6 separate regions of the Mus musculus genome follow, and regions 1, 2, 3, 4 and 5 are each linked to region 6. Evidence: chromatin contacts called from public Hi-C and promoter capture Hi-C data. All regions are on one chromosome and are shown on one strand. The core of a region is the stretch at or near the end of the contact, and the rest is flanking DNA. Distances in the headings are between cores, read along the strand shown. Region 1 holds the start of Polr2b (polymerase (RNA) II (DNA directed) polypeptide B). Region 2 holds the start of Slain2 (SLAIN motif family, member 2). Region 3 holds the start of Commd8 (COMM domain containing 8). Region 4 holds the start of Rest (RE1-silencing transcription factor). Region 5 holds the start of Nfxl1 (nuclear transcription factor, X-box binding-like 1). Region 6 holds the start of Chic2 (cysteine-rich hydrophobic domain 2).

The links. Promoter capture Hi-C pulls out the DNA fragments that hold promoters and counts their contacts. Hi-C and Micro-C count contacts between places; a contact is called where the count stands out from the background.
Region 1: a contact with region 6 is called in a promoter capture Hi-C map of pre-B cells, with 3 times the contacts expected there. The contact joins the promoter of Polr2b here to the promoter of Chic2 in region 6. A contact is called at or near these places in 1 of 39 promoter capture datasets (pre-B cells) and 2 of 9 other capture datasets (adipose tissue and liver).
Region 2: a contact with region 6 is called in a promoter capture Hi-C map of pre-B cells, with 3 times the contacts expected there. The contact joins the promoter of Slain2 here to the promoter of Chic2 in region 6. A contact is called at or near these places in 2 of 39 promoter capture datasets (liver and pre-B cells).
Region 3: a Hi-C map of CD4 T cells shows a contact between it and region 6, with 4 times the contacts expected there. The contact joins the promoter of Commd8 here to the promoter of Chic2 in region 6. A contact is called at or near these places in 1 of 484 Hi-C or Micro-C datasets (CD4 T cells) and 1 of 9 other capture datasets (liver).
Region 4: a contact with region 6 is called in a promoter capture Hi-C map of pre-B cells, with 4 times the contacts expected there. The contact joins the promoter of Rest here to the promoter of Chic2 in region 6. A contact is called at or near these places in 2 of 39 promoter capture datasets (liver and pre-B cells), 1 of 115 datasets of contacts at active chromatin or transcription factors (thymic regulatory T cells) and 1 of 9 other capture datasets (liver).
Region 5: a contact with region 6 is called in a promoter capture Hi-C map of pre-B cells, with 2.1 times the contacts expected there. The contact joins the promoter of Nfxl1 here to the promoter of Chic2 in region 6. A contact is called at or near these places in 2 of 39 promoter capture datasets (liver and pre-B cells).

Annotation. Positions count from the first base shown.
Region 1 is chr5:77,308,974-77,313,367 of GRCm38.p6, reverse strand. It overlaps Polr2b (polymerase (RNA) II (DNA directed) polypeptide B), which reads right to left and starts at 2,884. Exons shown (of 25, transcript NM_153798.2): 1 at 2,738-2,884; 2 at 145-217. The coding sequence starts at 2,756. It overlaps Noa1 (nitric oxide associated 1), which reads left to right and starts at 3,282. Exons shown (of 7, transcript NM_019836.3): 1 at 3,282-4,394. The coding sequence starts at 3,312.
Region 2 is chr5:72,911,586-72,916,039 of GRCm38.p6, reverse strand. Slain2 (SLAIN motif family, member 2) reads right to left here and starts at 1,678. Exons shown (of 8, transcript NM_001113423.2): 1 at 1,027-1,678. The coding sequence starts at 1,415.
Region 3 is chr5:72,165,557-72,169,615 of GRCm38.p6, reverse strand. Commd8 (COMM domain containing 8) reads left to right here and starts at 1,427. Exons shown (of 5, transcript NM_178599.5): 1 at 1,427-1,537. The coding sequence starts at 1,472.
Region 4 is chr5:77,263,013-77,267,065 of GRCm38.p6, reverse strand. It overlaps Rest (RE1-silencing transcription factor), which reads right to left and starts at 1,572. Exons shown (of 4, transcript NM_011263.2): 1 at 1,278-1,572.
Region 5 is chr5:72,556,608-72,561,067 of GRCm38.p6, reverse strand. It overlaps Nfxl1 (nuclear transcription factor, X-box binding-like 1), which reads left to right and starts at 1,423. Exons shown (of 23, transcript NM_133921.3): 1 at 1,423-1,479; 2 at 1,800-2,054. The coding sequence starts at 1,802.
Region 6 is chr5:75,042,868-75,046,667 of GRCm38.p6, reverse strand. It overlaps Chic2 (cysteine-rich hydrophobic domain 2), which reads left to right and starts at 2,027. Exons shown (of 6, transcript NM_028850.5): 1 at 2,027-2,488. The coding sequence starts at 2,370.

The DNA.
Region 1 (4,394 bases), core at 1,635-4,134, 2.3 Mb before region 6:
AAACAAAGCCAGCCCTGTAAGTAACTAATAGATGCTACATCCATTAGCAAGCACAGAGAAGACCAAGGTCTATCCAGAAGGAAAAGAACAACAGGACCAGACCTTCTAGTATCGACTAAAGCCTGTGCCATTCGGTCGAGTTACCTGATCACGATCCAGCATGCTTCCTGCCACAGATCCGGAGTGATCTCATCGTCGTCTTCATCATATTGCATGTCTGCAAAAACAAAACACTATGCTCACTGGCCCTGACATGCCACGAGTTCACAGTCACCTCCATGAAGTAAATAGCACTCTGCTAAATAAAAGGCAACCACGTCACCCGACTTTCCTAGAATTTCAGACAATTAATGTCATATGCCTATGTCATATTAATATTCTTCCTATATAGAGTTTTTACAACAAAGGTTCGGTTAAGTTGTGAGAATTTATAATTTCTGTCTGCTCAAGAAAAATCCATGTACTAAGAGCTAAGCAGGAGCAAGATCCTCTGACCAGTAAGGCCTCATAGACAACAATGAGAGGGAAAATTGTTTAACTTAGCAACACCCTGGGGTGGTCTATGACTTCAACATTTCATACATTTATATATGCATATTTCAAATGTATGATATATACATGCATGTACATGTGTGTGTGTATATATATATATATATATACACACTATGCATATATGTATAGTATATATGTATTATATATATATGGGTTTTTGGGGTTTTTTTTGAGACAGGATCTCACTATGTAGTCTAGCTACAAGAACTGGCCTTAAACTTACAGAGATCCTCCTGCCTCTGCCTCTCAACCTATGACTAAAGACATGTGCCAACATGCCTGGCCTTTTCCAAAGATTCCCAACCCTCTTCTTTGTGATCTTGCCCCTCCTATCAAGATAAGGAGTCAGCCAGGCATGCTGGTGCACACCTGCCGTTCCAGCACTCAGGAGGCAAGAAGTAGAAGGATCACCATAAATGACAGGCCAGTCTGAGAGACACGATGAGCCCCTGTCTCAAAAAGAAACAAAGATAAAGGGTCTATACATCCTCTCCATGGGTTTTCATAATTTTCAACTCTCCAGTAAAGCCTGCGGCTAGAATGAGGTCACATGGTTTCAGGACAAGGTCAGAAAAAGCACTGCAATTCTGACTTGTTTGCTCTGAAGGCCAGAACTGTCACTAAAAAGCTTCTAATACTTTCCCAATGCTCGCTGATAATGCCAAACTGTAAGAGCCACTTACAGACATTCCAGTCAGAAATCCCACAGATTTTCTCAAGGTTTACTTTTATTTTATGCATATGATCTTTATGCCTACATGCACGCATGGGCTCCGGATATGTACTATTGGATCTCCTAGATTCATGCACAGCACGTTCTGGGAACCAAACCCAAGTCCTCTGCAAGAATGAGCGACAAGTACTCTTAACTGCTGAGCCATCTCTCCAGCCCCCTTGATTCAGAAACTCTGAAAGAGAGTCAACTCATGCCCACCATGCCCTGTACAGCTTTCCAAATAGTATGACCTTCCCCCACCCCCTCCATGCCTAAGACTGACTGCAGAGCATGGCCCACACTAGGCAGTACGAGCACCAGGCTACATCTCCAGTCCAGTAAGAAAGCTTCGTTTGAGCATCACGCTCCTGTTAAAAGTATCTGAAGAGTGAAATATGCTCTACAGAAATATATAGTCTGAGGGCCATGAACCTGAATTCAAACTCCAGGACCTCTATGGTACACCCCATGAGTGCGCCCACATTCATACATATGCACAAAATAAATAAATGTCATATGGTTTTAAAGCTCCTAAATTTCCTTCAAGTAAGAATAACTTTAAAAAGAATATAACGATTCTAATAGATTCTAATGAGGTATGAATGGGTCTGAGACATTGAAGCAATTTTAAAAGTTAAAGCGTTTGCTTCTATTGTTTCCATGAGAAAAGGGGGAGGGAGGGGAATGCATAGGACAGCCACAAAGTTGGGAGCTGGAATAAAATGATTTTTGATCAGAGAAAAGGGAGCTTAAAAAAAACACACACACAACATGAAAATAAAATGGGTAGGACTAAGAAGTGTTCATACAAAAAGTAAAAAGCCATTTTGTCCTCGTGAAAATGGAAAACATACCATCCTAGAACTGTCATCTCGTGGGAAGTGACCGCTTAAGGCCATCTTTTAAGGCAGTTTACTTAAACTGAAGACAGTGTGAAGGAATGTCAACCCAGAACCCGTTCTTTGTCCCTAATACGTCCAGAGTTTAACAATGTCTAACACAAGGACGTGGTCAAAAATTGAGCTTCCTGGGCCTAGAAATATGGCTCAGAAGCAGAGTATGTGCAGACAGGCCCTGGGTTCAATTCCCTGTGCCGTTTAATAATAATAATAATAATAATAATAATAATAATAGCTATTCAATAAGTCGACTGAAATGATAAATGAAATCAATCAACATCAAACAACTAAATGTTAGTTAATAAGCTACGCTATGTCGATTCTGGAAGGTGGTTACAGATTTAACGGGAGGCCGTGTAGGGAGCAATCAAGCCGACCCAGGAACGTGAACCCCGAGCCTGCACCGCTAGCAAAGCCCACTTCGTTCCCGGGCTAAATCGTAGGAACCAGGCTGCCGGGAGCCCGCGCGCCACGGACGGGATGCGGCGGCTGGCGCTGATCCCTGCTGCAGGTCCCCCGCCGTCCCGCCTAAGGGGCTATAGCGTGAAGCGTGCCTCAAGCGGTCACTTACCCTCGTCGGCGTCATACATCTTGGCCAAAGGTTTCTGGAGCTCTTACTCGGAATCGCAAAGCTGGAGACGGGAAGCGCGGCGGCAAACTCAAGAGTGCGATACCAAGCAATGTCCGTCTCCGACGTTCCCAGAATCCTCGGCGTCTCAGCGAGGGGGCGGGGTGTGAGGCTTGCGCCTGCGCAGACGACTGGCAAAGGGTCTGGCTGGACTTGAACTACGCATGCGCGAGTGATGACTAGCTGGCTGCCGCTGAGGACAGACGGCTCCTTAGCCAGAAGTTAGGTTACGCTAATGAAAGTTTCTTGCTGCGTGTTTTGATTTGTTTGAAGATTTATGAAAGAAATGGCTCCGCGTGTGGACTGAGCACTGGAGAACCTTCTGCTCACCCAGCTCTATCGAGTCCGTGCCTTTGCACGTCTGCCTGAACTCTCGAGTTTCAGAGCTGTCATCGCGAGAGTGCGAGAATCGGCCGCACTGTTGGACAGTTCCCTCTCGTCTAGTCGCTGGGGGAGGAACTTCTCGGACGCGAGCGCGCGTGCGCGCGCGAGGCCCCGCCCTCCTCGCGCTGTCCACATGCTGCCCGCGCGCCTGGCTTGCGGGCTGCTCTGCGGGCTCCGGCGGGGCCCCGCGCCGGCCGCTGCGTGCTACGGCCCAGCACGGTGGCTTCTGGAGGGGAAGTGTGAGGTCCCCATCCGCCAGCGTGCATCATCCTTGGGCCGTCGGGTTCCCCCGAGCTCCACGGCGACCGAGGACTATGCAGAAGGCCCGGACACGGAGGAACGCTTTCTGTTCCCGGAGTACGTCCCGGAGCGGACCCCGGAGGAACAAGTGCGGGAGTTGCAGGAGCTGCGGGAGTTGCAGCAGCTGCAGCAGGAGAAGGAACGAGAGAGATTGCAGCAGCGGGAGGAGCGGCTTCAGCAGAAGCTGCGGGCGGGCTTCCGGACGCTGCCTGTCCCGGAGTTTCCAGACGCCTCGGTGCCGCCCAGCGGCATCTACTGCTCGGGCTGCGGAGCCGAGCTGCACTGCCAGCATCCCGGCCTGCCGGGCTACCTGCCGGAGGAGAAGTTCCGCGACGCTGCCCAGGCGGAAGGCGGCCCGGCGCGGACCGTGTGCCAACGCTGCTGGCTGCTGGTGCACCACGGACGAGCCCTGCGCCTGCAGGTAAGCCGCGATCAGTACCTGGAGCTTGTGAGCGCAGCGCTGCGGCGTCCCGGGCCGGCTCTGGTGCTCTATATGGTGAATCTTCTAGACCTGCCGGACGCCCTGCTGCCCGACCTGCCCAAGCTGGTGGGCCCCAAGCAACTCATCGTGCTGGGGAACAAAGTGGACCTGCTGCCCCAGGACGCTCCCGGCTACTTGAAGCGGCTGCGGAAGCGGCTGTGGGACGATTGCATCCGCGCCGGGCTCGTGGTGGCTCCTGGTCATCAAGGACCACAGTACCCTGCCGGGGATGAGCCACTGGAGGAGATAAAGAATCAGAATCCGTCCTCCAGGTCCCGCACGGTAGTCAAGGACGTGCGACTGATCAGCGCCAAGACGGGCTATGGAGTTGAAGAAATGATCTCTGCTCTTCAGCGCTCCTGGCGCTACCGTGGTGATGTCTACCTGGTGGGCACCACTAATGCTGGCAAGTCCACTCTCTTTAACACACTCCTG
Region 2 (4,454 bases), core at 429-2,928, 2.1 Mb after region 6:
ATCTAGGGCCTGCATCCAGGCAGTGCTTAGAATTCTTCAAAGTTAGAGGCCTGGATACCAGTCCACGAGAGGTTTCGACTTCAGAGAAGTTTTAATGTCAACAGCATAAACGTTCTAGCTAAAAGTTAGGACTTCAAGAACGGATGAATTATGAGGATATTTCCAGCAGGTGTTTTTTTAATCAAAAATAAAACTCGAGGGAAAGCTTCTCATGGCCTACCGAAAAGTGTGACTTTAAGGTGTGGGGTCACCTCAGCTCGTCAAGAGGTGCCTCGTGATAACTCCGGCTTTGGTCTAGATTTTTAACTAGGACCCTTTCTCTGCCTCCAGGATGGCAGGCACGGAAATGATAGTCAGCTTGGATAACTAACTATTGCTTCACGGCTCCGAAATTATGTCGTATGCAATTCTTGTTTTCCAATATAAAATTCAGGGTTCCCCGATCCACCACCGACTTCACACAAAGCAGCCCCATCCCTCTCCACTGCCCTCCTCACACAAAGCAAAGCTTTACTCCCCCCACTACCCAAAGGGGAGTGACGTCCACCCGGCCTCCCCACAAACATCCCCATCTCACTCCGGTCCAAAGCACTGCCTGCTAGTAGCTACTCTCTATGTCCCCGCACCTGGTTGTTACCTCTTGAAGCAGACCCCTCCCTACAATCCAAACCGCTCAGACCACCATCCGAAAGCCCGTCTTTCACACAAAGCAGGATCCCTTCCTACGAAGCAGCTTGGTACCCTCTGAGTGCTCTGAGCGTGCGGGCCCACGGGGGACTGTGCCAAGCCACAGATCCCATCTGGGTCCAGTTGGGTCCTGCACCCAGAGGTTCCACGACCCAGAGAACTAGCTACAAACCCGTTTCCAAGGCACGCCTCGAAACCCCCCAACTCCAGCGGACCTGCCCGCCCGCAGCAGAAACAGGCAAAAGCCAGCGTCCCCACCACAAGCCGAGCCCACCCTGCTTTCCCCCAGGGACACCCCTCCGCCCCGCAGGCCCACCGGGCCCAGCGCCCCGCGCTCACCAGCTCTCCTCTTCCTCCTCCCAGCCTGACAAGCGCTCCAGCTCGTCGGGCCGCAGCGGCTCTACCTCGTCCAGCAAGCCTCCCTCGCCGGCCGCCAGCAAGGAGGTGGCGTCCCGCAGGTCCTCGCTGCTGGTCCGTCGCGGGCCGGAGCCCGCCCCGCCGCTGGCCTTGGCGCCCAGGCCCAGCGGGAAGCCCCGAGGGGACGCCGCGCCCGACGAAGGGGTGGACACGCCGACCCGAGCTGGGCTGCCGGGCCCGAGGAGGCCTGCACCCTGCACGGCTCCCGAGCGGCTCCTCAGCTGCTCGTTCTGCTTCTCCAGCTTCTTCACCAGCTCCTGCAGCTTCCGCACCTCCTGGTCCGCGTTCACATTGGAGTTAACGTCCTCCATGCCGGCCGCGCCGCCCGCTCCGACTCCCCAAGCCGCAGGGGAAGCGCGGGGTCGGGGGGAAAGAGAGGCGTTACCGCCACCGCTCACGCTAGCCGAGGCGCCGGCATAGAGCAGGGCCAGGCCCCACCGCCAGGGTCTCCCCGGCTCGGGTTGCGAAGCGCCGCTGGCCCCAGCCGAACCGCCTCATCTGCGCCGGCTCCGCGACTGGGGGAGGCGGCGCCAATATCCGGCCTCGGCAGCCATCTTCCCTCCGTCCCTCCGCCCCCTGCCGGCCAGCCCGGTCGGTGACCTCAGAGCGTCGGGGGAGGACGTGGCCGCCCGCGGGCTGAAAGAACTAAGCGCCCGGCTCGCGGTGGGGCGGGGCTGGAGGCGGGGCCTGAAACGGGACAGGGCCCGGAGGGGCGTGGTCATTGTTTGGGGCGGGGCCCCGGCCGGAAGGGGTGTGGTGGGCGCCGGCAAAGGTGGGCAGGGCCCGGCCGGGCTGGGCTAAGCTATCGCTGGAGTTTTGCCCTGGCCGCCTACCCTCCCCAAAGCTCATCGCGGGCGGGTGTGAGACCCAGAACCGGACTCTGGCTCCGGCTCCGACTCGGGCTCGGGCTCGGGTTCAGCCCCGCCCTAGGCGTCTGTGCGGAGACTCGCGGTCGGACGGCCCCGCCTGGTCGCATGGACCGTTCCCTTGGTTTGTTTGGCAATACTGAGTTGGTTCCTGCTTGAAACCGGAGACTGTCGGAGCTGGCAGCAGCCCCAGAGACCATCTGTGGCTCGTCCGTTCCATCCCCTGAAAATGAGAACCCGAATCCCGAATGGTTCAGAGCTCGGAAGTCAAAATGATAACCGTAATTTGTTGAGTGGTTCCTATAAGCCAGACACTGCGCTAAGCACTTTTAAAGGCATTATTTCATCCGTTTAAAACACGTGGGCAGGGGTTGTTTTGTTTCGTTGGCTTAAGGTTTACAGGTCCAGAGACAAGAGGATGATGGAAAACACTTCTGTACTAATCTTTCAACGGTAGTAATTAATGTGCATTGTATTCCTTGGGTTCTCCCTTCGCCCCCAAAAGACTTTTTAATAGTATGTCTTGACTTTTTGGGTTTTTTGAGGCAAGGTTTCTCTGTGTATTCCTGGCTGTCCTGAGACACGCTCTGTAGACCAGGCTGACCTCGAAAAACTCATCCTCTGCCTTTTTTTCAAAAGCTGGGATTAAAGGCATATGCTCCTTGAATTTTTTTTTTTAACTTGTACATGAAAAGTATTCAAGCAACCCGTTGACAGGCAATAGAGAATGTTGAGGGGTGGTAAATGTAAAATTCTGCCCTCGGTGGCATCTGTTTATAATGCGTACTGGTGGAAGCGACTGCAAACAAAACTTAAACGCTTTTTTTCTGTCATGTTGGCTCACTCTTCCACAGTTGTCAGTTGTGAGCTGCTTGGTTTACTTATACGGTAAGCAGCCAACCGTGCCTGGTCTCTCAAATTTTTGGCTGATGTTTGCAGTTGACTCCAATTGCCTCCTCCACCCTCGAACCAGTCTTATTACACCCGAACCAGTCTTATTACACCCGGGTGTGGACTCACATAAGACTTAACCCTCCTGCCTTTCCATGCTGTATTTTCCCTGCTTCGACTACCCTACCTACCATGTTTGATGCCTCTTTGGAAAAACCCCTGAAGGAGTTACTGTCTTTGTGCTGACATCACCTCAATAGTTGGCTACAGATATTTGTAATTTTTAATTACATTTTTTCCTAGCAAGTCTTTGGCTTGATCTGTACAGCTGATTAAAAGGAATCATTCCATTTTCCTTGCTTATGAGGCTGACAAAGTGCACAGTCAGTGCCTGTTGTGCTGAAATTAAACGGAAGATATGTTTTGATAGCCCAACCCCCAGACAGACACCAAAATTAAATTCTTTGAGGGTGCTACAGTTTGCTGTCAAGTATAACTATGTCCCTAGCTATACAGACCCATTAACAGGATGCCTTTGTAAAACAAAATGCATTATCTGTGTGATGCACATTAAATGTTATGACACTGCCTGACATATCTGATCTCATTGCTGAAGGAATCACCACCAAGATGAAATCACACATCGCAGTAATACATTTACATTATCAGCTTATGACATGGAGTCCAACTCCCATGTTCGCCACATTTCTAATGAATTCTTTAGACATACTCCTTGACAAAGTCAGTTACCATTATGAAGTTAGCATCAGCGGTCTTGAGAGAGCCAGAGGTCATGCAGATCGGTGATCAGAATCCGCTCCGCTGGCAAGGTCTCCTCTTCCCATGAACGTGGTCCTTGAACTTTTATTTCTCTCTCTTTAATCTGGGCCTTGCCTTTTGTCCGAATGTGTAAATTAGGTGATCTCTAATAACAAATCTATTACCAAGAAGTGAAGGATTCTGGTGAGTCATGATTATAAAATAGAAGTATGAATATGCTCATACAGAGAAATCCATAGAAGACATTTTTTAACCCAGTTGCCTTACTACACATTGTTTTTAATTTAGTAAATATTAAGTGTGTAGTAGATGGTCTGTTCTGTGTGTGTAATAGATGGTCTGTTCTGAGCACCTGATGGTTTAATCATTTGTTAGCTTGTCTTGTAGTTCCAGTTAGCCTTGAACTTACTAGGAGTCTGGAATGCCCTTGAACTCCTGATCTTTCTGACTCTATCTATAATAAAGTTTGTATGCCAAGAACTGAAGTTGGCTGGTTGTGCTGGTACTTGCCTTAATACCAGCACTCAGGAGGCAGAGCCAGAGGAACTCTGTGAGTTTGAGGCCACCCAGGTCTATATAGCAAGTTCCAAGACAGCCAAGATTACATACAGAGAACCTGTCTCAAAACAAAACTAAAGTTATAATTTATACAGACAGATATATATATATCACAGATACCTGAGCACAAAGTCAAATCTGCTCTATACTACACTGTAATAGTAAAAGCTCTTTTTTTTATGTTAAGGATAAAAACTGTGATAATCCTTATTGATCTTGTTCTTTCACCCACCAAATCCACTTCTTAAGTAGGTC
Region 3 (4,059 bases), core at 178-2,677, 2.9 Mb after region 6:
GTTGAAAATTAAAAAAAAATGATGCCTTAAATTACATACAAAGACAAGCGATTACTAATGAAAAGACATTAAATATTAAGGGCTCTTTCCTCTCACTTTATGTAATATTTTAAATTCAGCATCTGCCAGAAGTTCAATTTTAATATAGTCATGTTTCAAAGGTCAACCTTTTCTTGGTGTCCAGTGTTGTCTAAATCCCGTTTTTTGATATCCTTTATATCCTGATGGATGTCATTTTGCACTATTAACTTACACATTGCATGGTCACAGAAGCATGCATTCCTGTAAGCCTTCCTTTACCCAGGCAGAACAGCAGAACTCTCATTCTTTCTTCAAACTCTGCAGCTATCGCTCATGTATGTGACTGTGGACAAGGCATATCTATCTATCTGTCTGTCTGTCTATCTATCTATCTATCTATCTATCTATCTATCTATCTATCTATTTTTCTATCTATGCCTCTCAGCACTTTCTAACACTCTTAATCCTAACATTACATATTGGGTTGTAATCACCCTAATTGTTATGGCACCTTCTCATGACAAGGCTCATTCTATCACGAACTTTCTTTTTTTTGGATTGAAATTACAACTCAAAGAATTTTGGGTTCACTCCTGTGGTAAATGTGTGGGTATAAACATGGGTTTTCTTTACCAGCAGGTTGTTTTGTTTCTTAGCTTGGATAATGAGTCTTTGGGTTGCTTAATAATATATAGCTGAACTTTGCCTTTCTATGAGTTCTGTCTTGGATTGCGTTTGCTGTTTGTAAACGGGGGGGGGGGATCCAATCTTTTTTTTTTTTTAAAGATTTATTTATTTTATGTCTACGAATACACAGTAGCTGTCTTCAGACACACCAGAAGAGAGCATTCGATCTCATTACAGATGGCTGTGAGCCACCATGTGGTTGCTGGGAATTGGACTCAGGACTTCTGGAAGAGCAGTCAGTGCTCTTAACTGCTGAACCATCTCTCCAGCCCCCCACCCCACATCTCTTCTTAAAATAAAAAAAAATTAAAAAAAAAAAGTAACTTTAATTTGTCTTTGAGGTCAAACTCTTTGACTAGGAGACTGTCAGATCTCTGGGGGAAAGGCCCTGGGTTCAAATACAGGCTGTGACTATTACTAGATGATTTTCTGCAGTGAAGAAAGTTTATGAGATCTGTCTCTGAACACAGTCTCAACCGAGCAAAAGTCTGTAAATCTTCCTTCAGCAGCAAGCGGATGGGTAACAGACTTCCCCTCAGTCTCGACCGCCCCTCCCCCCCCCCCCCCCCCCCCAAAAAAAAAGAGGGAAAAAAAACTTGCTCTTTTTTCTACAGGAGAAAACCAATGGCTGAGGTTTTGCACATGCGCACAAGGACTTTGAGCCCGCCCGCCGGCCCCGCCCTCCAGAAAGTCACGTGGACGAATCGGAGCGTAAGCCTAAGGTTCAGGCCTGTCACGTGACAGGTATCTCTACTTCTCGGGGATGGAGCCGGAAGAGGGGACGCCGCTTTGGCGGCTACAGAAGCTGCCTCCGGAGCAGGGCGCCGGGGTGAGGGGTTTGTGAAGGGCACGGGAAGGCCGGGGTCCGGACTATTCTTCTTGGGCCCCTGGAGACACAATGGCGGCCTAAGGACTTTACGCGGTTTAGGAATGGCCCAGGCCTGGGTGCGTGTGGGGTCTTCTTGCTTCTAGAAAGCTCGGGTGGTAGAGCCCGAGATCTGCTGCGTCCGCAGTCTTTGAGTTCAGGTCTCCCGAACGCCCCTTTCTGTGTGAGGTCCGGCGGATGCAGTGAGGAGTCGAACCCGGTGGGACCTGTTCCCTGGAGGGCGGGAGGAACCAACTCCTAACCAGAAAAGGAGTAGCCACTCAAGTTTGGCCAAGAGGTGATCGCAGCCGCTGAAAACAGCTCACCCATAAAGCCAGGCTTGTGGAGACCAGAGACAGCCAACCAGGGTTTCTTGCAGCACACCCAGGGTCCAGACCTCTGTGAAAGTGATTTGATGGTGGCACTCTGCCCTGCTCAGGCTTTCAGAAGTCTCCACTGTGGCCCTTCTACCCAAAGTCGGCTTCAGTTGTAGATGAAAGAAATTTAACGCCACTCCCTCCGTTCTTTAGAAAATGTACTTTAAACATTTTCTTTGATTTTACAAATGAGGACAGTGAAATATGTCAGCCACAGGTTTCCAGCAAGCCAGGGCCAAAGCTCAAACCTATCTATGGACTGTGTCTCCTAACTTTCAGGGTGTCTTTCCTCCTATATAGAGATGGCCAAAACATTTGACTCCTGAATCTGAGAGCTGAGCCAGCTGTCTTCTTCCTGGGCCTCTGCCTTTTGCCACAGCTATGGGAAATCCCTGGTTTGGGTCTCCACTCCCTTTTCACAGCATTGGTTGTTGTGGTGTCACCATCCTTCTTTACCAGGCCACTCTATTTAAGAAACTCTGGGTTTCATCCTTGGACCTCCCCTTTTCAACCTCCTTTACCTGTTTATGGTCTCTGCCTCTATAGTCTCACACTTACTCCTGCTCACAATATCTTGGCAAAGTTTTGGAAAAATAATGTAATTACTTACAGGAAAGTTGAGTGCAGATTAAAGCCTTCACTCCTTTCTGTTGTATGCAAGGCCTTCTGTGATTTGGCCCCTACTCGCCTTTTCAAAGGTCCTCTGCCCTTTCACCCTTGTCTGCCTTTCCAAAGATGCAATTCCCACTCCTGCGCTGGGGTTTTATTTCCAGTCCTGTGTGCGGGCACATTGCGTTGGCTGGGAATGCCTAATGGCCACTCATCTTTTCAATTCAGCTCTTTCCTTGTTCCTTTGCACCCGTCATAAACACCTTTTCTATCCCCTCTCCTCTACCACACGCACTTATTTATATGTGTACTTTTTTTGATAGATTGGAACTCTGTTATGGTAGAGCATCATTTATCCTCAATGTCCTCATTTGTAAAATGAGAACAGTTACAATGCTTACCTTATAGAGTTGCAGGGAGTGTCAGGATACTGTTTGGTAGACATTACAGGTGGCTTTTGGTTGTATTCCCATTTTATATGGTGAGTCAGAAGTTACCCATCTGTGTGGTGTTTTGGGGGTTACTGTTCCCCACGGAGTGGGTTCATATCTAAGGCGATTGGAGTCTAAAGACGTTTAGCTCAACGCCATTTCCCAGTTACTTGGATTTAAGTGGTTGGCAGGATACAAGTGTCGCCTGGAACAGTATCACATGAATGTGATTATCTGCAGTAGGACACGGAAGGCTTGAGCTATGGAAGTAGTGATAACAGCAGTAAGAACAAAGGCAGACTCACGGCCTTCTGATGTCTTGTGCCTGCTAAGATGCTCGAGTTACTGTGCTCATATGTAATTCTATGACATTGTGTGGTCAGGTGACATTCTTCTCTTACGCTTGGATCGCAGAGAATGTAACTAAAATGAGGAGTTGGTGGAACTAGGAAGCATAGCAAGCAGTTTTGTCCTAAATCCAGTCTTCATACTCTGTTAGGTTCACATGGTTTCAGTTGCTGGTAGTGCAGAGCGGAAGTCAGGTGGGAAAGGAAAGATGGCCAGTGCTTTTCTCAGAGCAAAGCACAACACCCCTGCTGAGGAATAGGAGAGTATGCTGTTGGGGGCCGGGGGAGGCAAAGCCAAACCGAGGTAGTAGTGCTCCTGGGGGGGGGGGCTTATCTGTGAGAGGAGCGCGTGCTTGGTTACTACAGAGATGGCACCTTCAGATCTCGGAGGGAAGCTTCTACGTGAACTGTTCTCCATTCAGGGATTTTGGAAAACAACAGTGTACCTTAACATTATTTTATTTTCTAAAGGTAGACTTCATAATGGAAGGTCTGGGATTTAGCAGGGTTTGGTAGCTCATACCTGGAACACCCAAACTTGAGAGACTGAGACAGGAGGATTGCCACAAGTTTGAGGCCAGCCTGGTCTACAGAGGTGAGACCCTGTCTCCAAAACTAAACAAAGCAATAAGACAACAAACAGAACGACAAAGAAAACCACCAACAATAAATCTTCAAAATAGTTGCCTTTCTGTCGTAGCTGGTTTTATAAAAGGCACGTC
Region 4 (4,053 bases), core at 323-2,822, 2.2 Mb before region 6:
AGGTACCAGTCTCAGAACTCAGTGTGCCTCTTGCAAATTATTAAAGGCAAGATATGCAAAGAATAAAAAAAGTACTAAAAGACAAACTAAAAACCGAAAATACTAAAAGCGGGCCGCTTCACCTAGAGTCTAAAACACAAGCTCGCCCGCTCACTCGCTCGCTCAGTTACATGCCCCAACAAAAAGTTGAGCCCGAATGCCATCACAGGAAACGGCTCTCCCCTAGTTCAACAGCCCCACGGATTCCACAACGGACCTCAACATCCACTCTAAAGCTTCCCCCACGCACCTCGGCAGCCACACTCCCAAGGAAATCTCCACGTCTCTCGGGCAGACTGTGCTAAGCACAGCCCGAGAGCAACGTGTTGCACCGAATTCCTATGTGCCGCTGCCACCAGCGCCGGCCTCGGCGGCGGCATTCCTAACTGAAATAGGCATTCGGCCATTTTCTCAAAATACCAAACACAAAGCAGCTCTTTGCAAACTTGGGCCCTCTTGCTTCCTCTCCGCCACCAACCCGCGGGCGGTGCCTGGGCTCGGACCTCACGCGCTGCCCACCACCCTAGAGGCGCCTCCCCGGCCGGCCGCGGCCCCGCAGCCCCCTCCCCCGCCGCCCGCCACTAGCCCGGCCGGGACTGGGCGGAAAAGTTACCTCGCTACCCGCGTCCGATCGGGCCTGTACCGGGGCTCCGCGGCGCCCTCCCGAGGCTGTCGGCCCCCGGTCGCTGCGAGGGGCCCCACGCGGGCCGCCACCGCCGCCCCCGTGGCCCGGAAGTTTGCGAACTTCGCTCCCCCGCTGCGCAGAGCCAGCGCGGGCCGCAGAAATCGCTGTCCAGCCTGCCGCCGGCGCCGCCCGTGCCCCGGGCTGAGTCAAGCGGGGCGGCCGCCTTCCGGCCCTGCTACGACTGGGGGGGAGGGGGCGGCGAGCCTGGGACGCCGGCGGGGCCGGGGGCGTTGGGCCCGAGGCGGAGGGAGGGCGGAGGGGGGAAGTTTCAGGACCGCGGTCACCAGCAGCGGCGCTCCGGCCTCCGTGGCCCCGGATCTCAGCGCCGTGCGGAAGGGCCTCCCCGTGCTCCGCTGGGGGCCGATGCCCACGCCGCTCCGCACCAGCCCCCGGCCCAGCCCGTGACTCGCTCCGTAACTCGATCCCGCCCCCGCCCGGCCGCCGCGCCGCCCGAGCCACAGTATCTGCAAATCAGCCCTGGACAGCGCCTCGCGCCGCTCCGCGCCTGCCCGCCGCCCTCCCCCGTCGCTCTCCTCGCTCCGCCGCGTCCTACCCTCTGAACTGTGCGCCCACGGTCCGCCACCCCCGCGTCGCCGCCGCTCCAACTCCTTTTCTTTGTTGCTGGACTTTCGGGGGAGGGGAGGGGAGGGAGAGCGGGGAAAAGTTGGGCGTCGAGGCCCTCGAGATCCCGGGGTGCGATCGCGGAGCGGGATCAGACCGCCGGCCCTGGTTCTGCCGTCGCTGCGGTCCCGGCCGCCCGGGTCTGGGGCCCGCGGCCTCGGCGGCGCTCCTCGGTCTTCTGCTGCTGCGCCGCGAGCTCGCGGGAGCCGCACATTCCAGCACAGGACGCTGCGCCGCGCACCCGGCCCGCGCCGTCGCCGCCCGCCCGCCCGCCGGACACGCCCCCTCGCCGTCCGCGCGCGCCCGCCGACACGCCCCCTTCCCCGCCCGCGCGCGTGGCCGCCGAGCGCGCCCCGCCCCTCGGTCCCGAGGCTCGAAGTGGACTCCTGGCCTGCCTGGGGGCGCGCCTCGGGGGAAACTTACCTAATCCGCCCGGCCCCCGACTCCCGCCTTAGGCTCATTAAAGGGGCGGAACCTACTCCCTGAGCTTCTTTCTTTTATAAACAAATAGCAGAAGTTAGCCCCAGCCTTACCCGGGCGTGCACGAGAATTGGGGTTGTTGGAGGAAAAAACGTGCAGGCATTGACCGCCCTCTTGAGAAGTATTGTCACTGGCCTCTTAAGTAAGGCTGAAGCCTCGAAAAATACTGTTCAGGCCTGGCGTGTGGGCTCTCGCCGTTAATCCCAACACTCAGAATGCTGTTGAGACTGGAGGATCAAGAGTTAAAGGCCGGAGTTCAAGATCAACCTGGGCTACTTAGGGACACTAGTGCAAGAAATTAAAAAACAATACAAAACCCGAAAATCGGCCCTGGCTGCACAAGTCTGTAATCCTACTTGAAAGGCGTGAGCACCAGGAGATCCAGGTCATTGACTTGACAAATTGGGGGGCCCGGGGGTGGGGGATTGCTCTTGTCTGCAATCAGACTCAGAATTCAGTAGACAGAGGCAGGAGGATTGCTGAGAGCTTAAAGCTTTAGTGTGCTATGTAAGAATTTTCAGGCCAGCCATAGCTACAAAGTGAGACCTTTCTCAATCAAAGAAACAAAATCTAAGTGCCTGCCTACACAGATCTTTATGCTTAACTGTAATTTTAAGCTTCATGAGGTCAAAATGCTTTCACATTGCAAACTCTTAACCAGGAGAAAATCAGTCCTTGTGGGGGTTGAGACAAAGCCAAGTCCAGTTCAGTACCTGACGTCTTATAATGGGGACAGGGAGTCTCAGGTCCTGTCCCTTCTCACCTGAAATGCTTTTTTAGCCTGCTTTTAATGTCTTCCTGGAAGTGGGCCTTGTAGCCTTTAATTTGTAGTTAGTGAACTACCAGCTAGAGTTTAAAGCTCTCGGCCGCCTTCAGGGCCCGGCATTTCCGGATCTAAATGTGTGAACCTCTCGTTGGCATTACTACAGAGGTAGCAGCAGGTGGGTGCTAAGAGGCTGGAAGCAGAGCTTCAGGTTTCTCTGACATTTTCCTTTACCTCTTTTCTGGCACGCTGTAGAACCCATCTTTCAAAAAAAAAAAACAAAACAAAACAAAACCCTACAATATATTACTAGTTGGTACAAAATTGAAGGCAAGGCGGAATGAAGGCCCTAAGGTACTTGACCACCAAAGATTTCAATGGCTGTTTTTTCTGGGACAGTCTCCCTACATAGTCTAGGCAGGCATCCAAATTGTGGTCTTTCCACCTCTGGAGTGTTGGTCTTACAGGTATAGGCCGCTGCGCACCAGAGTCTTTTCAGTGCAAGCTCCGTGCATTGAATCAGATTTGAAAAGAACTCTTAGAGGAATAAAATTGAGGAAGAGGGAAATGAAAAGCAAACGAAACAAGAACTCCTTCCCATTGAATTGGTGAAGAGAGAGACCAGGTTGGTGGCTTGGGTCAGTAATCCAGATACTTAGGGTTCAAGGCAAAAGGACTGCAGTTCAAAGTCATGTCCAGCTACATAGCTAGTCTGAGGCCAGGCTAAGGATACACAAGACTGGGGCTGGTGAGATGGCTCAGCGGTTAAGAGTACCGACTGCTCTTCCAAAGGTCCTAAATTCAAATCCCAGCAACCACGTGGTGGCTCACAACCATCTGTAACAAAAATCTGATGTCCTCTTCTGGAGTGTCTGAAGATAGCTACAGCGTACACAGACATAATAAATAAATAAATCTTTTAAAAAAATGCCCATGAGGGACTGCCTAGATTAGGCTAGTCGAGGTGGGAAAACCCACCTTAACTGGGTTTTCCCATTAAGAAAAAAAAAAAGATACACAAGACCCTGTCTCAAAGCAGAGTCAGGCACAGTGGCTCAAACCCACTGTGTCACCTGAAATAACCTTGAACATTTGCTTTTTCTTCCTGTGCCTCCCAATTACTGGGATTAAAGGTTTGAATCCACACACCCAGGTTTTGCAGTACTGAGAATCTGAGTCCTGTGTGCGAAACTACACTCTTCCCAACTACCTCTAACCATTCTACCTAACTACTACCTATTCTTTTTTTCTTTAAAAAAAAAATCTAAGTTGAGACTAAATTATATTCTCCTTTTATTTTTTAGATTTTTCTTTCCTGTGTTGTTTGTGAGGGTGCCAGAGGCCCTGGAGCTAGAATTACAGGCAGTTGTGAACCACCCATGCAGGTGCTGGGAATTAAACCTGAGCCCTCTGGATGAGCACCCAGTGCTCTTAACCACTGAGCTGTCTCTCCAGTTAGTAAATT
Region 5 (4,460 bases), core at 174-2,673, 2.5 Mb after region 6:
AAGATTTTTTTGGTGTCATTTATTTATTAAAAATTGGTTTCAATGATGAGACTCCACATGTTATTAAACAGGTATGTAAAAGAAAAGGAAGGAATGCTTGTTTGAAGCTCTCGATAAATATTAGAATAGTTTATAACTAATGTTTGGAGGACTGGAGGGAATGTGTTCTCAGGAAGGTTTAGTATGGAGATTTGGACAATGTGCTAACGCAGATCTGTGCTACACACCAAGGTTCTATGAGGGTCTCCTTATCATCAGCCACCTCAATATTCCCTCGACATTTACTGGTTTTGGATGAATTATAGGCCATGATGTAATACCTATGTACAAGAAATTAAAAACATGATAGAATTAAAGCTTAGTTTCAGCACAATTACCTCTCTATGCTTTAGTTTTCCCAGTGGTAAAATTGGAATGATAAATAAGGTTATTTTGAATAAAAAAAAATATTGACACAATGGACATGATGATGAAGGCCTGGAGCCCCAACAACTTCTAAGGCTGTGGTGAGAGAATCATGAGTTCAAGAACAGCCTAGATAATATTAAAAAAACTCATCTCAATAAATTATAAGTGTAAAACTTTGTATATGTGCAAACACACACACACACACAGACACACACACATATATATGTAAATATTTTGTACACTCCTGGACACATTGAATGGCATCTAAATATATTTGTGGTAAATGTTGGGAAATTAACTAAGCTGAAGGGTAATTTAAGGATTGTATAACTTCAAATATCAACAAAAATTCAGCTCATTTTCCAAGAGACCACTAAATGAATTTCTGCAATCTATACGTAAAGATTAGCTGCTGGCTTTCAGTTATTTTCCTTAATGAATCTACTGGAGGGAGCAGCCTTGAAAGGAAAAGAAGCAGTCTCTAAGGGAAAGCTTGTTTTAAAGTATAAAAGGTGGTTAATACTAGGGGCTAGATTTCATTGTGAGTTCTGAAAGCTTTCTCCACTCAAACCATTTTTTCCTACAATGCTCCCGTGGCTCTTCTGATCCTGCTCCCCATGGCGTCTTCTGTTTTCTAAGTACTTCCTGGACGAGGACCTGCCTGCTACCTGCAAGCAGCAAGACTATGGCGAGAACAACTGTTTGTGAATTTTGCCCTCTCTGAATCCTGAAACCTCGCGTATTTCCTGGGAGCAGCCGCCAGTAGCAGCATGCTCCCGGCACGCCCACCAACGGAGGCGTCTACTTTTCATGAGCCTCGGAACACTCTGGGAAATGTAGTTCCCCAAAGGCCGCGAACGACCGCGCATGCGCACTGAGCATTCCTTCGTCTCTTCCGGGAAAAAAAAAAAAAAAAAAAAAAGCTGCCTCGCTGCCACGCATTCTGCGGTCCGCGGGCGGAGGCTTCTGGGAGTTGTAGTCCCTGGCGGTGGGCGCCGTCGGTAAGGAGACGTAGCTTTTCGGTGCGGTCCACTTCAGCAGTTGGTTCCCGGCCGCGGCCGCGGCCGCACGGTCAGTTCGCGTTTCTGTGCCTACCGCACTTCTCCTGAGGCTGAGGAGAATTTCCCGTGGCTGGGTTTTTCCTGTCCCGGGTGGGCTCCTCGTGGCTCCGTGCTTCTTTTCTGCCCTCCGTCTTTTCCCTCCTCGCCCGTCGCTCGAGCCTGGGCTTGGCGGGACTCGCCCTCGGGAGACACAGGGCCGCAACCTCCTCAGACCCGGGTCTCCGTGTCGCGGGGTCCGTCCGCACCCAGCCTGACCCTGCGGTCCCTCGGCAGCCGCCTCCATCCTCGGACGCCCGTTCACGCTCCTTCTCCTTTATCTCTCCGCTGCAGGGATGGACGCTCCCTGGCGCCAGGTGGCCGCTGGCCGAGGCCGAGCCCGAGGACGGGCCACCGCAGTGCCCCTCTCAGGAAATGGAGTCCCTTTTGGTGGCGCTGGAGGAGGGCGAGCCAAAGGGTCTGGGGGCGCGGTGTCTTCGGGCCCCGGCCCCGGGGGAGCAGCAGCTCTGGCCCCTGCGGGTCGCGGGCAGCGCTCAGCTGGAGGCGAAGCCCCGCAGCCCCCGGGGGCCCGGGGTGAGGATGGCTCAGGTGAGGATGGCTCGGGTCTCCCGCCCCACCAAACTCCCCAAGTCACTTCCCTACTTATCGCTGGCTGCCAGGGCCCTCCAAGTCTCTCATTCACTTTTTAACAGCTCCCGGAGTTTAGTCTCAGGGAACCGTCTCCATTCAGGCAGATTTTCATCTCATCGCTTGCATCCTCATTTTAATTGATAATTGCCTTTGTTAGTCACTTTCTTCAATTGTGTGCAGCTGATTTGGTTAACTCAGTAAATGGATCGCCAGAGTTTGTTTTCTTTTATAATCTAAGATGTTTAACATCTGTCGTAAAATAGGACCTTGTGCTTTCGCATCTGTGTGTATGGTAACAGCAAGCTAGGCTAAGGTCTCAGAATTCCATTTACGAACAGATTGGGAACTCCATTCTTCATTAATCAACTCGACTTTCAAGACCAGTTGTTGATAGCCATCTTTCCCAGGCTACCTGACTTTTTGGACCCTGTAAGCGTTTTGGTTGTTGTTTTTAACTGATCCCAGTGCAGAAATTCCATGTCTTTCCATGATGTATCAGGTGTTGCCACGATGGATTTGCCAATAGCCTTGGTCCAAGATCTTTTAGGGCGACGTTGAGAGTGTTTATACATAACACTCCAGATAAAAGAGAGTGGTCCCTGAAAGTGTTTTGTGTTTGGAAGGTATTTTTTCAGAAGAGGTTTAAAATTTTTATTTCTGAAATTATAGTAGAATTGCATCAGTTCTCCCTTCCTGCTAGGAGCAAAATTGAGTCTCTGCGTGGGGTTTCCCAGGGTAACTTGAAAGTTAGTTTGCGTTGATTTTGCTGGCAATTGGTCAGTTAATCATAGAGGTGCAGTGTGCTATTTAGAGACCTATGAACAAGTTGGTAAGCTGGCTTGGGTTTTGTGGATAGTAGGAAAGCAAGCATTCTCTACATAGTATATAGTATATAGTATATAGTATATAGTATATAGTATATAGTATATAGTATATAGTGTATAGTGTATAGTATAAAGTATATAGTAGTTGACATTTGTGAGGAAGGAATAAGTTAAGACAATTACCTGGTCACTTTGTGTGGTGACATTCTTCCAAATGGTACTAGGTACATACATGTACCAAGTGTCATCTCTTCCCAATTCAGCTTTTTTTAACAACCCCCCCCCCCCGGCTCATTCCCAGAGATTAATGACCTCCTTGTAATTTTGAGATGTCTCACAGCAGTTACTGCTCTTCTTTTTCTGTGTTCTCAAAGATTTCTAAAGAAAGCCTCATATACATTATCTTCCGTTTTTACCCAAAACAGTCTGTTTTGGTTGATAGTCACCACTCAAATTAGCTGCAATAAGAAAAGGAAAACATTTCCTGAGGGAAAGAAAGGGTACAATATCCTTAAGTACAGATACATCAACTAAAATGAGATTCATTTTGGTGGTGTCTGACGAATGAAGTATGTTTTAGTTAGTGATTTAGAATAGTAAACTTTAAAATTCTCTAAACACGAGCACCAGTGCATACAATTGAGCAAGCTTGTGAGTCTTTTCCTAAAACACCATTGCTGTCTACTGCACTTGTTAGCTGGAGTACATACAAGCGCCAGGATTCTTACTCTCAGAAGCTGGAAGTCTCCTTGGGAACAAGTGTTATTTAGCATCTCTTTTCTGGATAATAGTAGAACAATTCAATCCCACTTTACTTTTTTTGGAGGGGGGAGTGAAATTGTTAGAAGCATGTTTTTTTGTATTAACATCTTGTGTGACCACAAAAATATCAATTTCACTTTGAAGGCTGGAAAGCTTTGAGCCTCCTACGAAGCAGCTAATAAACGCAGTAGAGAAACCGTGGATATTATCATTGTAAAGGTTTTGGGGGCTGGACTGGGTTCCTGAGACTGGTTTGAAGAAGCACTACCTCCTGTCACCCTGGCGTGCTTCCACTGAGTATAGTCCCCATCTCCTAAGTCAGACTGTATAATGTATTTTAATGATTTTTATTATTTATTTATTTTTGAGACATTGTAAGACTATCTTACTACATAGCTAACCCTGGCTGGCCTTGAACTCAGAGATTCACCTACTTATGTCTCTTAAGTGCTAGGAAAAAAATATGTGTGTTGTTGCCATACCTGGTTTGTATAATTTTTTTTTTTTTTTTTTGAGTTTATTATGTAGCTTTAGCTGTCCTGGAACTCTCTGTGTAGACCATGTTGCCCTAAGAGATCTACCTTCCTCTGCCTACAGATTGCTGGGGTTAGAGGCATGTGCCCATGCCTGGCTTGTTTAACATCTCATTCCCATTAATTTTTTTATTGGTGTTTTTATTTAGAGGCTGTTCGTGAAGTGTTGAGTACCATGACTGTATTTTAGAACATGTCATTAGTTTGTTAGTCTTTGCATCTATAGCACTTGATTCTTTTGGGTA
Region 6 (3,800 bases), core at 778-3,277:
GAATGTGGCCACTGGGCTCTTGATTACTGTCAAGGAGGAGGCTCAGGAACTCTCTGCAGCCAATGTGTTGAAGTTGAAGTCCTGAATGAGAGTATTAAATACACACATACACACGGGATCAAGAGCAAGTTCACATAGGGTCTCTGAAACTAATAATACTTCACGGACACTGAAACATTACACAATGCCAAAGGAACGTGGTGATCTTCATGGCAGAGAAGCGGGGAAGAATCAAGAATGTTTCCTGTTGTGACTATATATCCCTCTTCTAAGCATTCCACGTACATCAAGAGACTCTGTCAAGTAGCCCAAGGGATAGGTACTATTATATCTATTTTATTTTAGAGACAAGGCTCTATTATAGCTCAAACTGGCTATATAGAGTGATGTTCAATGCCTAATTTTCCTGTCTCCATCTCCCACCTGCTAGGGTTTTATAGATGTGTGCTACCACGCCGCACTTTTGTCTTCCTGTGACAGGTCAAAGACCAAGAGGTTAAAGGACTTGGCCAGGGTCCCATAGGAAATGATAGAGGGCGATTCAAAGTCAGCCTTCAGAACTACCAAGTTAAGCTGCCTCCTGTGTGTATGCTCCATTGGAGCCTTTGACATACCCTCTGACTCCCACCCCCCTAGAGAATTATGGTTGCTTGCCTTAATGACAGAAAAGTTACTGCCAGAGACTGTAACATACATAGTCGCGCGTGCACGCGCACAGACACACACACACACACACACACACACACACACACACACACAGCTGACCACACAGTAGGTTCAGTGTTTATTGAATGAATAAATCTGGGAAAGCATAAGTCTGACGCATCGACTATTTTTCCCTGCCTAGCTCACTGCCCTTTTTTTTTTCCCCAGATCTTTCCAGGATTAAGTTGTCCAGCATTTTCCACTCTCATGTTAACCTTTGTACGTTTTCTGCTTGGACAAAGACCCGTAAACGAACTTGAAGGATGCGAACACTGCGTAGAGAACTGTTTGTGGACACTGGGTCCAGTACAACTCCTCTTTCCTTTCCAGACCAATGAGGAACTCTTGTTACCCCATGGTCCAGTTTGCCGTAGGAGTCCAGTTCTGTTCCTATGTTGTTTGGATGCTTGGCAGACTCTTGATTGTGAAACCAGGTCCAAGGTGATCCATGAGTCCACTGTTCCTCCCTTCCCCCATCCCCTCTTGTGGAGAAAACATTTTTCACTAGAGAGACGAAGCATACAACTGCAACTTCTTAATTGGAACACAGAGAACTTGTCAACTTTGTTAGGTAGTATTGATGGTGAGATTTCTTGTTAACAAACAAACAAACAAACAAACAACCTGGGCTAAAAGGACAGAATATTTGGCTTTGGAGATATTTTGGAAAATCAGGTAGGACAGTAGACAGGAAAGCACTGTTTGCCGGGCAGTGGTGGTGCACGCCTTTAATCCCAACACTTGGGAGGCAGAGGCAGGGGGATTTCTGAATTCGAGGCCAGCCTGGTCTACAGAATGAGTTCCAGGACAGCCAGGGCTACACAGAGAAACCCTGTCTCGAAAAACCAAACCAAACCAAACCAAACCAAACCAAACCAAACCAAACCAAACCAAACCAAACCAAACCAAACCAAACCAAACCAAACCAAACCAAACAACAACAACAAAAAAAAAGAGAATGCACTGCTTTGTTAATCTCAAGTTGGCAAAGTCAACCAACTCTGCTTCGCATCGTGGACTAAAAACGTTTTATTAAACCGGCAGTCAGATTCTCTGGTCCGGCCAGGGGCTTCGCCCGCTGTCGTTGTTTGGGCTACAGATTACTCCAGCCTGGCTCTAGGAGTCGAGTCGGGGTCAGCGCCCCCGATCCTCACAGACGCCGCCTTCCGGGTCGCTGACCCTGGAGCCGGAGGGCGGGGCCGCGCCGGGTGGAAGCGGAGGAAGAGGCCGGCGTCCCGGGAGCGCGCGAGACCGTCCGCGTGAACGCGCCCGCCCGCCCACCCGCGCGCCCGCGCCCACGCCCGCGCCCGCCCGCGCTCCCGGGAAGTCTCGCGATGCGGTAGCCGGCTGCTCCTGCTGCGGGTGGCTCGGGCTGTTGCTGTGGTTGCCGGAGTTGCGGCGGCGACGGCGGCGGCGCTGGCGCGGGCGGCGGCGCTGGCGGGGGTGGCGGCCCCGGCGGATGTTGACATTGTGTTGTTGTTCCTGCCCACGGTAATGGCGGCGGTGGCGGCGGCAACGGCGGCGGCCGGGACCAGGTCTCCTCAGTAGCCGGAGCCCACACTGCCGAGCGCCAGCTCCGCGGCCTCCGCGCCCGCCGCCTCACCAGCCGTTCCCCGCGGCCGCCCCAGAGCCAGGGCCCCGGGCGGGGGGCTCGCCGGCTCGGGATGGCGGATTTCGATGAAATCTACGAGGAGGAGGAGGACGAGGAGCGGGCCCTGGAGGAGCAGCTGCTCAAGTACTCGCCCGACCCGGTGGTGGTCCGCGGCTCCGGTCACGTCACCGTGTAAGGCCCTGCGAGGGCTAGGACGAGGACGGGTGGCGAGGCGCGGGCGGGGTGGGCCCTGGGACCCCTGGGGGTCCTCCTTTTCTTAAACCCCCGTCCCCGGTGACTGGCGCGGGACGGGGGCCTTGGGGGAAGCTCCGGCGATCAGGAAGTGAGAACTTGCTCTGCTTCCATTTGTTTAGGACTCCCAAGTGGGGACAGACACTGCCTCCCCTCCCTCCCACAGCCCCGGAGCAGGCCCCGTGGCCCGCGGGGATGTGTGGGGTCCCAGCCGGGAAGATGGCTCTTTAGGGTCTGCCTGATGGGCCATCGGTACAGGCTAGAGGTGCACACACTCACACACACACACACACACACACACACACATCTTGTGGGATCCATCTTTGTAACACCCCCCACACCCCCGTTATTCTTTGGGACTCTGCCTGACTTACAGCCTATTGACATATGGCTCAGAGGTCAGATCTGAGGTGTTAAGATCCCAGTGGCAGTTGGTAAATGAGATTCACTGTCGTGTGTCTATCACACATAACACGTAGGGGCTTCCCAGTTCCTCAAGAGTAAATTTCTGCAAAACTGATTCGAGTTGCTGTCAATTATGTATGATAGAAGTATACAGGTGGACGGAAAAAAAGAGGAGGATACATCTGTTTACAAGGAATTACAAGTACCGAGTTTCCTGTAATCCGGTCTGTTTTGGGACACGGACCTAGGTTGGCTTCTTTGATAAGGGCCCCTGTAAGGTTTATTAGCAACATCAAAAGTCCCAATATTATTCAAACAATAAGGGATGAAAGCATTCTGAAAGGTCGTGACTAATAAAGGAATGTAGACTTGGGGCAAATAATGAGTTGTCCGGAAGAAGGAAGTTTTGTAACATTTCCCTGATAAAATCCGGAGTTTGTACAACTTAGGGTATTGATACTCCTTTGCAGCTGCTATCTCCAGTTGAAAAGTCATCGCTCAAACTTCCTGTACTTGCATATCACTTTATCACTGATAGAAAAAGGCAGCGAGCCTGAAGCTGTCTGGAGCGCTTGTCATTGTTTTTTGGTGTAGGGTGAGTGGGGCGTGCTGTGGGCAAGGCGGTCAAACAGTGAGGCTCCTCAGAAGATCGGCCCTTGTGTAGTCATCCTGACTAGCCTTGTTGTTGTTGTTGGGGTGTGCTTATGTAACACCTTGGTGTCTTCGCACCTGTTAACGTGTGCATTTAGGTGATTTAACAGGGTAAAAACACTGCATAAGCATTGTTTCAGTACCTGGATAAGGAGATGGGACTTCGCACCATAATAACTGCTCTGTTTTAACTGTC